Regions from separate parts of the Mus musculus genome. Here region 2 is linked to region 1. Evidence: chromatin contacts called from public Hi-C data. All regions are on one chromosome and are shown on one strand. Each heading gives the region's core, a stretch centred on a gene start, on an enhancer-like site or on the middle of the called end of the contact. The rest is flanking DNA. Distances are from core to core; before and after follow the strand shown.

Region 1 (6,853 bases), core at 1,473-3,972:
GGAAATGCAAATCAAAAAGATTCTGAGATTCCTTCTTACACCCATTAGAATGACTAAGATCAAAAACTGAGCCGGGCAGTGGTGGTGCACACCTTTAATCCCAACACTTGGGAGGCAGAGGCAGGCCGATTTCTGAGTTCGAGGTCAGCCTGGTCTACAAAGTGAGTTCTAAGACGGCCACAGCTATACAGAGAAACCCTGTCTCGCCAAAAAACAAAACCAAACAAACAAACAAACAAAACTGAAGTGACAGTCACCAGCCACATACTGGTGATGATGTGGAGCAAAGGGAACACTCCTCCTTTGCTGGTGAGAGTGCAAACTTGTACAAACACTTTGGATATCAGTTTGGCAGATTTTCAGAAAATCAGGATTAGTTCTACCTTAAGACCCAGCAATACCACTTCCCGGCATATACCCAAAGGATGCACCACTATACCACAGGGACACTTGCTCAACTGTGTTCACAGCAGCTTTATTCATAATAGCCAGAAACTGGAAGCAACCTCAAGTGAAAGGCCAACCAATGACTGGCTCAATTTGAGACCCATTCCATGGGAAAGAGCCAACCCGACACTATTACTGATACTCTGCTGTTCTTGCAGATAGGAACCTAGCATAACTGTCTCCTGAGAGGCCTCATCTAGCAACAGATGGAAACAGCTGCAGAGACCCAGAGCCAGACATCAAGAAGAGCTTGGGGAGTTTTATGGAAGAGTGGTGGAATTGAGCAGGCCAGAGTTGTAAAGGACTCCATAGGAGGGTCTACGGAGCCAACTAATCTGGGCCCATGGGGCTCACAGAGACTGAACCACCAAAGAGGGCTGGATCTAGCTCCCCAACCCTCCACATTTGTACCACATGTGCAGCTTGGTCTTCATATGGGTCCCCTAACATCTGGAACAGGGGCTGTCTCTGACTCTGTTGCTTGCCATTGGATCCCCTTTCCCAACCAGAATGACTTGTTGGGCCTCAGTGGTAGAGATGCTTAGTCCTTCTGGGGCTAGATGTCACAAGGCAGGGTGGTACCCAAAGGAGGAGGGGCTTCCCCTTCTCTGAGAAGGGAAGGGAGTATTGGTCAGAAGAATTTGCAAACGGCAGGAATGAGAAGAGGTGGTGTGCTATTGGGATATAATGTGAAAAAAAAATTATGGAGGAAAAAGAAGGGAAAAGTCTAGTTCAATTCTCTCAAGCCAGCTAACAAGCATATTCTTCTCTCCCATCACTTACCACAACAGACCGTGGCATAGCTGGTTTAAACACTGAACAGAATTCCAATAATCTTTTTTCATAGTACTTGCAAAGTGTCAATTCTTCATGAGGCTCCAGAAACACTGGATCATTTGGAAGAACCTTTAGACAGAGCAGACATTTCAATGTAAGGTCAGTGAATTCATTGTAAGACCGTCTTATCTGTCCTGCTTAAATTGGACTTATACCACCAACAAAAAATAGACCTGAAGCTTTCTCTCTTTGTTAAGTTTACTAAGCATCAAGCAAAATATCTAGGAGAAGAATAAGCAAAAATCAATAAACTGAATCTAGGCTTTCATTTTACAAGTTCTCAAACTGTCAGCTGGACATTTTTAAACAGTCATGACAGAGTATGTGTCAATTCACTCCCAGGTTTGATACCATTATTTGTAAATTAAAAAAAAAATACATATTTTCATGGGTTGGAACTCTCCCAAAGTAGCTTTTGCAGTAAATCCATATGTCACCAAAATTAAAATAACTCAGTTCATTGTCTACCTGTTTTGTTGGTACAAATTTTATTTGCCTGAAATTTGTAGAAGCTACTATAAAGTTATCCAGGGCCGTACACAGAAATGAATGGGAGAGTTGTAGGAAGACCTGGATAGAGGCCCATAGAACACGCATTACTTGTGTCAACTATTTTCTTTCCTTGTACAACCTTCTGTGTGAAGGTTGTTTCTGGAAAGCAGATCCAACAAGCCATCATCCCCCCATTTCAAGTCTTTGAAAAGTTCCTTTCAGTTTTGGCAAGAATTTCAACCGCCTTACACTTCCGCTTACAAAGTTGCTTGTGCACGTTCTTCAACCACTGCTGCAGAGGTACAGCTTCATCCATGAGTGACCACCAGCACTCCAGGCACTTGCCTGCCAGTCTGACTTTCCACTAGACACCAGCCTATGTGTGTGCCCTCCCTCCTGCCATCTACAGAGAATGATTTGTCGTGACATCCTGCAGGACAAGTGACCAGTTCGAGTCCCGCACTAAGTCCGCACTCTTCCAAGGCTCTTGCCAGTCCCCAGGATGTCACTCAGACCTCTGCCACCGCCAGCCCCGGACTTGGCTGTCGCGTCAGTCCCTGTCTGCACTGACACAGCCAGGCGAGCGCTCTACAGGCTTCCAGCCTGCAGGCAAAGCGGGACTTCAGGAGAGGTCCCAGGTTTAGGGTGGGCACAGGGGCTGGCTCGCGGGGACCTCACCTTCCCGTTAGCCACAGCTTTGCACTTGAATTTGCGGTTGGCGTCCGCCCGCAGGCGCGCCAGCTGCTCCTCGCTAGCGAAGGTCCAGTGCCGTTTCTGGCTGCTGCTGTGATACATGCTGTAGCCCTCACGGGCCGCAGGGCCGCGACAAAAACAGCGACACTCCGAGAGACAGCGACCACGAGCGACGGCCAACGCGCGAACCCCCGCCCCCGCCCAGACCGCGGACGCGTGCGTGACGTCCCGGTCACGTGCCAGCGTCTGCTCTGGAGTTTCCGGAGCCGGTGGGAGGTGTTCCGCAACGAGGGAGGGCGGAGCCTCGGGGCTCCCAGGCTTTGGGGAGGAGTCTGAAGGGCGTGACCCAGGAGGGTCAGAAAGTGGGCGTGGCCGCAGGGATCCAGGTTCCAGAGGACGCCTGGGCACAAAGAACCATAAGCCTTCATTTCTTTATTTTTTATTTTTATTTTATGCCCATTGGTGTTTTGCCTGAATGTATATCTGTGTGACAGCTTCAGATCCCTTGGAATGGGAGTTTCAGACAGTTATGAACTGCCCTGTGGGTGCTGGGAATTGAACCCAGTTCATATGGATGACACAGTCAGTGCTCTTAACCACACATACACACACACACACACATATATATGTATGTATGTATATATATGGATGGTGACGTGGTTATAGGTAAAAGTGGGAGGTGAGCACAATGGATTCTGGGAATATGGTGGCTATTGTCTTGGCAACAGGTCTGTGGGTCTCGCCTACATGATGTCACGAGTTTCAGAGGTCCTGATACCAACAGGGAGAGCACAAAGCAATCCCCCCACTGCCATAATTTGTGCAGTAGAGTTTCCTCTCATTTTTCCTGCCTTTCTCAGCTCCTTATTGTCTCATTATATACTAGAAATCCATATTTAGTTCATGGTGGTTTCAAATTTATGATCCTCCTGCCTAAGCCTCTCAAATTCTGGAAACACAGCCATGCATCAATGCCCTCTTTACATAATCTTTAGGCCACATTTTGCTGCATCTAATTGGAGATTATTCAAACAAAATGCATTCTAGTCTTCCTAGAAAAGGAACAAGTAAATTAACAGCTCAATGACAAAGATACTACTGTTTCATTGGACACCACCAAGACATAAATTATTAACTGGAAATTTTTCAGTGCTTTTTAAAAAAATAAACACAAATGTCTTTGTACAGCAGTTCTTAAACTGTGCTATGTACTATTTGTAGACAGACTAAGTTTTTTGAGCACCAATATAACTTGTAATCCAAGAGTTGTAATCAAAGATCTGGCTTTACAGAGCATTTATTGCCTCTTGGTCTTCAAAGAAAGGTTTTATGTACTTCACTAAAGTTACCTGCAAGACCGTCCTCTGCCACATATGAGGCCAGCACCGTGGGTCAATCAATGTGTACTCTTTAGTTGGTGGTCCAGTCCCCAGGAGCTCCAGGAGGTCTGGCCTGTTGACACTTGCTCCCTCCATGGGGCTGCAACCCCCCATCAGCTCCTTCAGTCCTTTCTCCAACTCCTCCACAGGGGACCCCTGAGCTAAGTCCAGTGGTTGGCTGCAAGCATCTGCCTCTGGAAGAGCATCTCAGGAGACAGCCATATCAGGCTTTCATCAGCAAGCACTTCCCAGCACTCACAATAGGGGCTGGGTTTGCTGGCTGTATATGTGATGTATCCCCAAGTCAGTCAGTCTCTATCTCGATGGCATTCCCTTCAGTCTTTCTCCACACTTTGTCTACATATTTCCTTCTGTGAGTAATTTGTTCACCCTTCTAAGAAGCACTGAAGCATCCACATTTTGGTCTTCCTTCTTCTTAGGCTTCCTATGGTCTGTGAAATGAATCTTGGTTATTCTAAACTTTTGGGCTAATATACACTTATCAGTGAGTACATACCTTGTATGTTCTTTTGTGACTGAGTTACCTCACTCAGGATGATATTTTCAAGTTCTATCCATTTGCCTAAGAATTTCATGAACTCATCGTTTTTAGTATCTGAGTAGTACTCCATTGTGTAAATGTACCACATTTTCCATATTCATTCCTCTGTTGAGGGACATCTGGGTTGTCACAATGTAGGGGAATGTGAGGATGAGAAGACAGGAGTGGGTGGGTGGGTGGGTGGGTAGAAGAGCACCTTTATAGAGACAGGAGAAGGGGGGGATGTGATAGGTGGGTTCCGAATGGGGAGACCTGGAAAGGGGAAAACATTTGAAATGCAAATAATGAAAAAAAGATATCTGCAAGAGCACACATAGTGCTGGGAATTCTTTTCTTGCTTTGGGGAAATTTTCCCATTTCTTAAAGTTTTATCCTAGAAACCCTAGGACAAGGAGAAAATTAAAAGAATTCAAGATTGTGTTTTCTCAACAGGAAAGGAAGAAAAGGGGACCAGAAGAATAAGGGATCAATTTTACTTATATAACTTGGAGTAATTTTTGCATGTCGGTGTGTGTATGGTATATGTGTGCATGTATGTATGCATGTATACATGTGTCACATGCATGTAAAAGTCCAAAGTTGATGTTAGGTATCTTCTTCAATCTTTCTCCATTGTATTAATTGAAGCATCACCTTTCAATGAAACCAAAGTTCCGCATTTCCTGCTAGGCTGACTACATACTCCCCATCTCTGCATTAAGAGTGTTGGGCAAGGTTACAGGTGGCTAACAAGCATACTAGTTTTCACTTGAGTTTTGTGTATCCTAACTCTGGTCCTCACAGTTGAAAGACAAATGCTTAATCCACTGGGCCAACCTCTTATCTCCAATTTAGAGTATTTTAAGTTGAATCTTGATTACATTTTCTTAACTTACCACCTTTATTTCATCAACACAAAGTTTCTGATTTTGGTGACACACAATAAAGGAAGTTAAAGAAAAATAAATAAACAAAGCCAGGAATGGTGGTGAATGTCTAAGGAATCTGTGTTCAAGGTCAGCCTGGAACAAAGCAAGTCCCAGATCCAGGCTTGGTAGTACACACCTTTAATCTGGGCTACACCTTCTGCTATGTAAGGACATTGGAAGAAAGCAGGAGGATCAAGAGTTAAAGGCCATGATATAATGAGTTTAGGTCAGTCATGACACTCCTATCTAAATCTTAGTTTTTAAAAGAAAGTGAATTACATTTAAGCTCACAGAAATAATATGTACTTTAAAGTTTGATGTGATTCTATATTCCTTTAGCTACTGATTTGGTTTCTAACATTTTTTAATATAGACCTACAAATTATATTGTGAAACCAATAAATCCATTACAATTTTATTTTTCTACCATACAATTAACATTGATTCTAAAATCCTTTTCTACTTTTACCCCCAATATTTTTCAATTTTTTTATTGGATATTTCCTTCATTTACATTTCAAGTGCTATCCCAAAAGTCCCCTATACCCTCCCCCACCCTGCTCCCCTACCCACACACTCCTGCTTCTTGGCCCTGGCATTACCCTGTACTGGGGCATATAAAGTTTGCAAGACCAAGGGGCCTTTCTTCCCAATGCTGGCAGACTAGGCCATCTTCTGCTACATATGCAGCTAGAGACATGAGCTCTGGGGGGGGTACTGGTTAGTTCATATTGTTGTTCCACCTATTGGGGTACAGACCCCTTCAGCTCCTTGGGTACTTTCTCTAGCTCCTCCATTGTTACCCCCAATATTTTAAGTTACCACTAAGAAAAAACAAGGAGATGTCTATAGCTAATACTTTCTCCAAAATACATCAAAATAAATGGAAAAGAAAGAAAAGAGGTAAAGAAATTATCTTTGATCTAAAGGGGCCTAAGTAGCACAGTCTATGAGGCCTACTACTCAGAAGGCTGAACCAGGAGGACAAAACTTCAGGTCAGCCTGGGTAATTTCATACGATTCTACATCAAAATAAGTGAAAGGGGGGCTGAAAATGGAGCACATATGGCTGTATGAGGGGCAGACCACTTACTTGACCAACCCAGAAAATACGGGGTTCAGACTCCACGACTATAATAAAATATGGTAATTAATAAAAAATAAATGGAAGTATCTTTCATTTTGTATGATAGCCCAAAACTGTTACCCTTTTTTTTTTTTTTTTTTGACTATTTAAAATGAAGGGTAAACCTTGCCACCACATCTTCATTTCAAGAGGTCGTTAGGCCTAACTTATTATGATGTTTGGTGTCTGTAACCCTGTCTAATTTGCCCACCAAATCTTCCATTTGGAAACCTACCCTGTTGCACTTAGCTACTAAGGCTGTATGTAGTCTATCATGTCCTCACAGCTTTCCCGAGCCCGGAGCAAAATGGAGGATTCCCTTTTCTTAGTGGGGCTTCTTCTTCTCTGCCTGATCTGGTGAGCCTGACCCCCATCTTCTACCTGAGGAATATCACATAATCGTTGGCTG
Region 2 (6,853 bases), core at 2,127-4,626, 3.5 Mb after region 1:
TTAAAGAAATGTTCAATATCCTTAATCATCAGGGAAATGCATATCAAATCAACCCTGAGAGTCTACCTTACACCAGTCAGAATGGCTAAGGTCAAAAACACAAGCAATAGCACATGCTGGAGAGGATGTGGAAAAAGAGGAACATTCTCCATTGATAGTGGGATTGCAAACTTGGACAAACACTCTAGAAATCAATGTGTCTGTTTCTCAGAAAACTGGAAATAGTTCTACCTATATCACCAAGCTATACCACTCCTGGGCATATACCCAAAAGATGCTCCAACATACCACAAGGTCACATGCTCCACTATGTTCATATCAGCTTTATTCATAAGAGCCAGAAACTGGAACCAACCCAGATGTCCTTCAACTGAAGAATGAATACAGAAAATGTGGTTCATTTACACAAATGAATAGTACCCTACTGTTAAAAACAAGGACATCAAGCCAGGTGTGGTGGCACACGCCTTTAATCCCAGCACTTGGGAGGCAGAGGCAGGCGGATTTCTGAGTTTGAGGCCAGCCTGGTCTACAGAGTGAGTTCCAGGGCTACACAGAGAAACCCTGTCTCAAAACAAAAACAAAAACAAAAACAAAAAACAAACAAAAAAACCAAAAACCAAGGACATCATGAATTTTACAGGCCAATGGATGGAACTAGAAAATATCATCCTGAGTGAGGTAACTCAGACCCAAAAGGACATGCATGGTATGTACTCAAGAAGTACACAGAATGGTGTGAGGGGTGGGGTGGGGTAGGATCAAGTACAGGGATAGACAGGAGAGAAGGTCAGAGGGCCAGGAGAATGAATGTAAATCTTCAGCTGTGGGGATGGGGGTGTAAGTTGGGGGAGGGGAGAATCTCTAGGGTGTCCCATAGAGGAGGCTCCCAGAAAGTCAATGAGGGTGAGCTTAGCCAAGATTCCTAACAGTGGGGACATGAAACTAGCAGAGGCCACCTCTTGTAGCCAGACAAAACTCTCAGTGGCGGGATAAGGACATCAACCCACCCACAAAAGTTTGACCCCAAATTTATCCTGTCTAAAGGAAATGCAGGGATAGAAAAATTCCATGAACAAGCACTAATCCCTGACGTTATTAATGAATGATACTCTGTTATGCTTGCAGACAGGAGCCTAGCATACCTGTCCTCTGAGAGTCTCTATCCAGCAGTGGACTGAAACAGATGCAGATACCCACAGCCAAACATTGGACGGTGGTCTGGGACTCTTATGGAAGAGTTGGGGGAAGAATGAAGGCCCAGAAGGGGAAGGGAGCTCCAGCGCAAGACCAAGAGAGTCAACTAACCTAGGGGCACTCAGAGACTGAAGCACCAACCAAAGAACACACAGACTGAAAAGAGGTTCCAGGCACATAGGTAGCAGGCAAGCACCTCAGGCTCCATGGCTGCCCTATCTGGCCTCAGTGAGAGAGGATGCACCTAATCTGGCAGAGACTTGATTATGTGCTGTGTTGGGGGGAGGGGTACCCAGAGGGGCCTCCACCCTCTCGGAGGAGAAGAGAAGAGGGGATGGGAGGAGAGACTCTGTGAGGGAGGGAGCAGGAGCAGGAGTAGTTTTGGGGATGTAAATAAATAAATAAATCCTAAGACAAAAATATAAAATTGATAAATCAAATATTGCTGCTGTTGCTAATCAGTTCAGTTAGTGCAGTTCCAGCATGAGGGGAAAGGGACTGGGACCCTGTCTATTTTGCTCCAATCTATCAATTGCTTAGGACCAAGAGAATGAAGTCCTCATTAACACACACACTTTCTCCACCGGAAACAACTCCCTTATTGATCTTTCCTAGGCCTTGCTCTCATCCAGACCAGATATTTGTCATATTTCTATATTTTATGTTCACTGTCAAGCCTTTTTTTTTTTTTTTCTTGTGAGGCAATAAGCAAACAAATCCATCCGAAAGGTCAGGATGGATGAAACGGAACCAAAGCTTTCCAAGCCTACAGGTGGACCGGATAGGCACTATGCAGTGAAGTGAGGAGGCAGATGAAGTCAGCAGTTTTCAAAGCACAGAGCCTAACACTCTTCCCAAGGTGCCATTGCTTAAAAGCCTACTCGTTACAAAAGCTGAAAATGTTCAACCGGTACTTGGGAAAAGAATGGAAAATCTCCAGTCACAAGTCTCTGCAGTGTTACTACTGTAGCTGACTGACTGGGGATGGTGTGAGCTTTCAAAGAGACAGCCACACAGCAGCAGCGCGCATCTCCGGACAGAGAAGCCTGCCAGGGCCTAGTCTCTGCTTAAGCTGACTTCCACGCAGCAAAGGGTGAAACAGAGTATTCCCGCACTGTACCCCAACAGTGCCAAGGAGGTCTGTAACATGCTGTACACGCTCTCCAAGCCCCTCCCTCAGTGACAGCGCACGCCCGCGGGGCCCATTACCATCCTGCAGAATGAGGGTGGGTTGCACTGCCTGCACTCGGAACTGCCTGGCCCTCCAGCCAGGGCTGGGCGCCCGCACCACCTCGCTGTCAGAAAGCCAGGTCACGGTCTCAAAGTTGTCCCCGCGAGCCAGGGCCTCGGCCTCGGCGCGGTGCACAGCCACCTGGTCGAACTGATAGAGACCGCCGGAGTGATCGAAGTGCACGTGGGTGGCCACGGCCAGCAGTGGCCGGCGTCCTGCATCCTCTTTAGACCCGCAATCCTGCAAGAGGCCAGAGGAGTAGAGGTACTCCGGAAGGCTGCGCAGCCCCAGGCCAGTGTCTATCACCACGTCCTGCTCCGAGCCGCGCACCAGCCAAATGTTGGCCCGGTTGCCTGACTCGTAGAACCGTTCTTGAATCCAGAAGATGCCATCGCCCAGAGACTTGTGGGCATACCACTCGAGCGCCGACATGCTGCTGCGCAGGGGTGCGGCCGGGCTAGGTGGGTGTGCCTCCCACAGGCAGTCCAGGACTCGCTGCTGCTGCTGCTGCTGCTGTTGCTGCAGAGCCGGAGGAGCTACTCTCAGCTCCGGAGGAGGTGCGATCGAGGGGCGGGGATGCGGAAGGGAGCGTGGATAGGACGCTGCGACACTGCCCAGATCACCTGTTCCGCGCCCTCCCGTCCGAGCCGCAGAGCGCAGGCTGCACCCCAGTTGCCGCAGCTTCTGCAGCCGCAGCACCAAGGCAGTAACGCAGGCTGCTGAAGCGGGGAGGAGACACCGGGCAATGCTGCCCTGCTCGGGGTTCTACTGCAGGGGCCGGGAGAGATGCGTGGGAAGCGACACACAGGACCGCCCCCACACGGGCAGCGGGGGGCTGTGCACTCGCCGCCGGAGCCCAGAGTGAGGCCGAGCCTGTTGGAGGCTGACTACGGCGCCTGCCAAGGGCTAAAAAGCTCTCTTCCGGGGGTGTGGCCTCGCGGGAGTGGGCGGGGCTTCCAGTGCGCTCTGCTGCGCCGTAGCCGCGTGCGGTGTGGGGCGCGCTACTCCGGAGGTAGAATCTGCGGCTCCTTGCTGGAGGGGCTGCCGGCTTTCTTGCTTCCTCTGCTGCACCGTGTGCTCAAGCCTCGAGACTTGGCTAGCAGGTAACTGGAAGCTATCCCGTTCTGGGCAGGAGGTGAAGAGGGTAGAAGGGAGTTGATGGGGCACGTGGAGAACGTGGTGGCCGGGTATCCGGAGCCAACATTCATGAAAGCCCCTCTGGAGTGACTTTGGGAAGTATCCCTACCTCCCCAAAGCTGCTGCTGCGGTCTTCCAAACCGTTTAAAGTTTTCGTAGCCAGATCTCCCAGCTTTCCGGTGGGTTTGTTCTCAGTGAGAAAGAAGGGAGTTTATCCTCTTACAAGAGAAGACTATGCAAATCTGACGACTGTGTTTTTTCTTCATTCAAAGTTTGGCGGCAGTTTGCTGATAAGGGCATACTTACCGTCGCTTCTGTTTTCTTAATTGTTGGCACCCTTGATAGTGAGGAGAGGGGTTGGTGATAAAATTTTTCTTTAAAAAGAAAAACCTAAATGGCCGTCATAGTTCTGGGTGGTTCTTTGCTCTTTGAAGAGAGCAGAGAAAGTTAGAGCTTAAGGAAAGGCGGAGCACTTTGAGGGGACATGAAAAGTGGATAGGGACTGGGTGTGGCCTTGCAAGCCACCAGAAATCACCCCCACTGTCAGTATCAAGTCCCTGCGCTTGCACCCAACCACTAGCTATTGATACATCTATTTCGGATTAAGAAATCCCTTTGAGAATTTGACTAACCTTCAGAAATTATAAAGAGACCCACGGGAGAGCATTATAAAGGATAATTAGGAAGATTCTTACTGTGGTATCTCCTAATAAGTTTCCTAGAGGGAGAACTGTACTTCCAACACTCCAAAACTCTCTGGTGGGTGTAGGAGCAGGTCACTGCCCTTTTGAGTATTTTGCTAATCTCATCGGTTATGCAGTTGGGACCATTCTTAGCACGAGTGCCTCAGCTAAATGGTGTGTGACAAGCAGAAAACTGTTTAAAAACAAAAAAAAGTCTGATGTGAGTTCTCGAGAATCTGAGGAAGCTAACACCTGTACACAAATACTTGTTATATAATGCAAAAAAAATGCAAAAATTGGATTCTACTTATAGATGGACTAGTGAATGATTGCACTGGCCTTATCGAATGCATTTTCTGCAGAGAAACACAGTGCCCTCTGTACTTTGTTTTTGCTGCAGAAGGGGGCCACTCGGTAAGATGGCACAGTGTTGTTTCTTGGCCATAAGCTCAGAAAGAATTCAGAGATGACTATCTGGCTTGTGGCAGGCTCTAGAGTCCTTTGGACCTACAGTTCCCAATGACACTTTGTTTTCTACTTTTCAGTATGACTCTGCTTCTCATCGTAATTACATTTAAGCTCAGACAGTCCTGAGAGAGGCAGAACTTCTTCAACTAGTTTTTCTGGCCTGGTTCCTGCTTCATTTTCACACCACCTATCAGGTTCTGACAGGTTCTCTAAAGTATATTTTGCCCACTTCCCATACTCGATCGTAAACTCCATTAAAAGCAGAGATGTTATTTTGTTTGCCTCTGTATTTCCAACAGTGAGAGGATGGTTTGGCCCAGAGGTTAGGCTTAGAGTTGGGTCTTTATCAAGACCTCAGTGGATAGTTACTTGGTGAGAAGCAGAAGTTAAATGTCCTAAGCTCTGTTAATTGAAGAGAATGACATATCAGACGATTAGCCTTCTGTTAAATTGATGAGATGAATTGTTAGGGACATAACAATTATCTGGACATAAAATGCCTACGATGTTTCAGAGGGTCGATGTTAAAGGCCTGAGCTAACGCAGAAAAAAGGGGAATAATAGAGAACACACTGCTAATAGTCTTCTGTTAGGTGATCAAAGGAGACAGCCAGAGTGGAATGAGTCAGGCTCGTGATTAGAGCAAGTTTAGGTCATTCTTCAGAAAGATACTGTGACTTGGCTTTCGCTGTCTCCCCTGGCCTCCAGCTACTTGAACATTTAAATGAGCAAGGTTGTGTGTACAAGAGGATGTTACATTTCAGTCACAATTATAACTCACAACATTTTAGATCTAGGAAGAATTGCAGAGGTGAGCGCACCATCTTCCAGGAGATTATGTGTACAGTTGGTTTGGAGAGACTTGAACAACGCCCATTTTCAGATCTCTTGGAACAGATTCTGAACGGAAGTTTTGAGGCAGGACTCTGAGCTGGCAGTCAGGCAGCATCCTGAGGTGATGGTGGCAGTGCTGCTTTGTCGATCTAGTGTTTTCGATTTCAGATTTGGGGCTGGAAAGACGACCCGAGTTCAGTTCCTAGCGACCACAGCGAGTGGCTCACAAGCCCTGATGGCCTGGCATCCTCTTCTGACCTGCCTGGGCACCTGCATTTCTCCGCACATACCCACACACATTTTAAGATTTTGAAATTCAGAACTTTTTGCAGTTGCCAATTTCCCTCATTGATCTGGGATTAAAAAAATAGGTTGTTGCCGGGCAGTAGTGGTGCACGCCTTTAATCTCAGCACGTGGGAGGCAGAGGCAGGCGGATTTCTGAGTTCAAGGCCAACCTGGACTACAAAGTGAGTTCCAGGATAGCCAGAGCTCTACAGAGAAACCCTGTCTCGGAAAAACAAACAAACAAAAAAATAGGTTGTCAATGACTTTAGACATGTGTTCCCAGAAGTAAAATATAGGTAGGGCATTGAAAGGCCTTCCTCCGCCTGTGTACGCTCACCTTTGGTAGGAATTGTTTGAGATGAGATCAGATGACCTTTATAACCATTTCCTCTTCTACAAAGCAAGGAGGTTGAATCTACTGTGATTCTTCGTTTAGCCAGGACCAAATAATGAAGCCTTGGAATGGGTCACTTATTGTATATAGAGATGCCAACATATCTCAAAGGAGCGGATGCTTTGAAGGAAGAATTAAGAGTTGCTCGGTGCCTGACCAAAAGGATCAAAGCTAGTTGAGTAAATGACTGAGTTGGATTAGGCCGTTCTAAACAAATTTGGGTAATGAGGAAATCGAGAAATAAAAAACTCTTCATTCACAAAGTTTGGGAGCTGGGGCCATGTCCCATCTATTAAGGACATTGAAGCAGAAGGATATAAATTCAAGGCCTGCCTAGGCTGTAGAAAGGGCTCAAGTCCACACTGGGAAACTATCAAGTCTGTCCTCAAGAAGTAAATATGTAAATAAATAGAAATTAGAAGACTGAGACTAAAGTTTAGTAGTGGACGTTTACCAGTGTGTGTGTGAAGCTCTGGGTTCAACCCCTCTTCTCCCAGCCACACACCTTCCCTTGAAAAAGTCTGACAGGTTGAGAAAAAAAAAAAATCAATGTATTAGATAAATACATCAAATAAGGATTTAAGTGATTGGCGCCTAGGCCTCACTTGTGAACCTTTCCTTTC

The links. A called contact is a pair of places that touch in the nucleus more often than the background predicts.
Region 2: a contact with region 1 is called in a Hi-C map of B cells, with 7 read pairs. The contact joins the promoter of Polr3g here to the promoter of Ccnh in region 1. A contact is called at or near these places in 1 of 39 promoter capture datasets (pre-B cells) and 1 of 484 Hi-C or Micro-C datasets (B cells).

What each region holds. Positions count from the first base shown.
Region 1 is chr13:85,185,254-85,192,106 of GRCm38.p6, reverse strand. It overlaps Ccnh (cyclin H), which reads right to left and starts at 2,722. Exons shown (of 9, transcript NM_023243.6): 1 at 2,455-2,722; 2 at 1,231-1,353. The coding sequence starts at 2,571.
Region 2 is chr13:81,707,536-81,714,388 of GRCm38.p6, reverse strand. It overlaps Polr3g (polymerase (RNA) III (DNA directed) polypeptide G), which reads left to right and starts at 3,376. Exons shown (of 8, transcript NM_001081176.1): 1 at 3,376-3,531. Mblac2 (metallo-beta-lactamase domain containing 2) reads right to left here and starts at 2,972. Exons shown (of 2, transcript NM_028372.1): 1 at 2,407-2,972. The coding sequence starts at 2,860.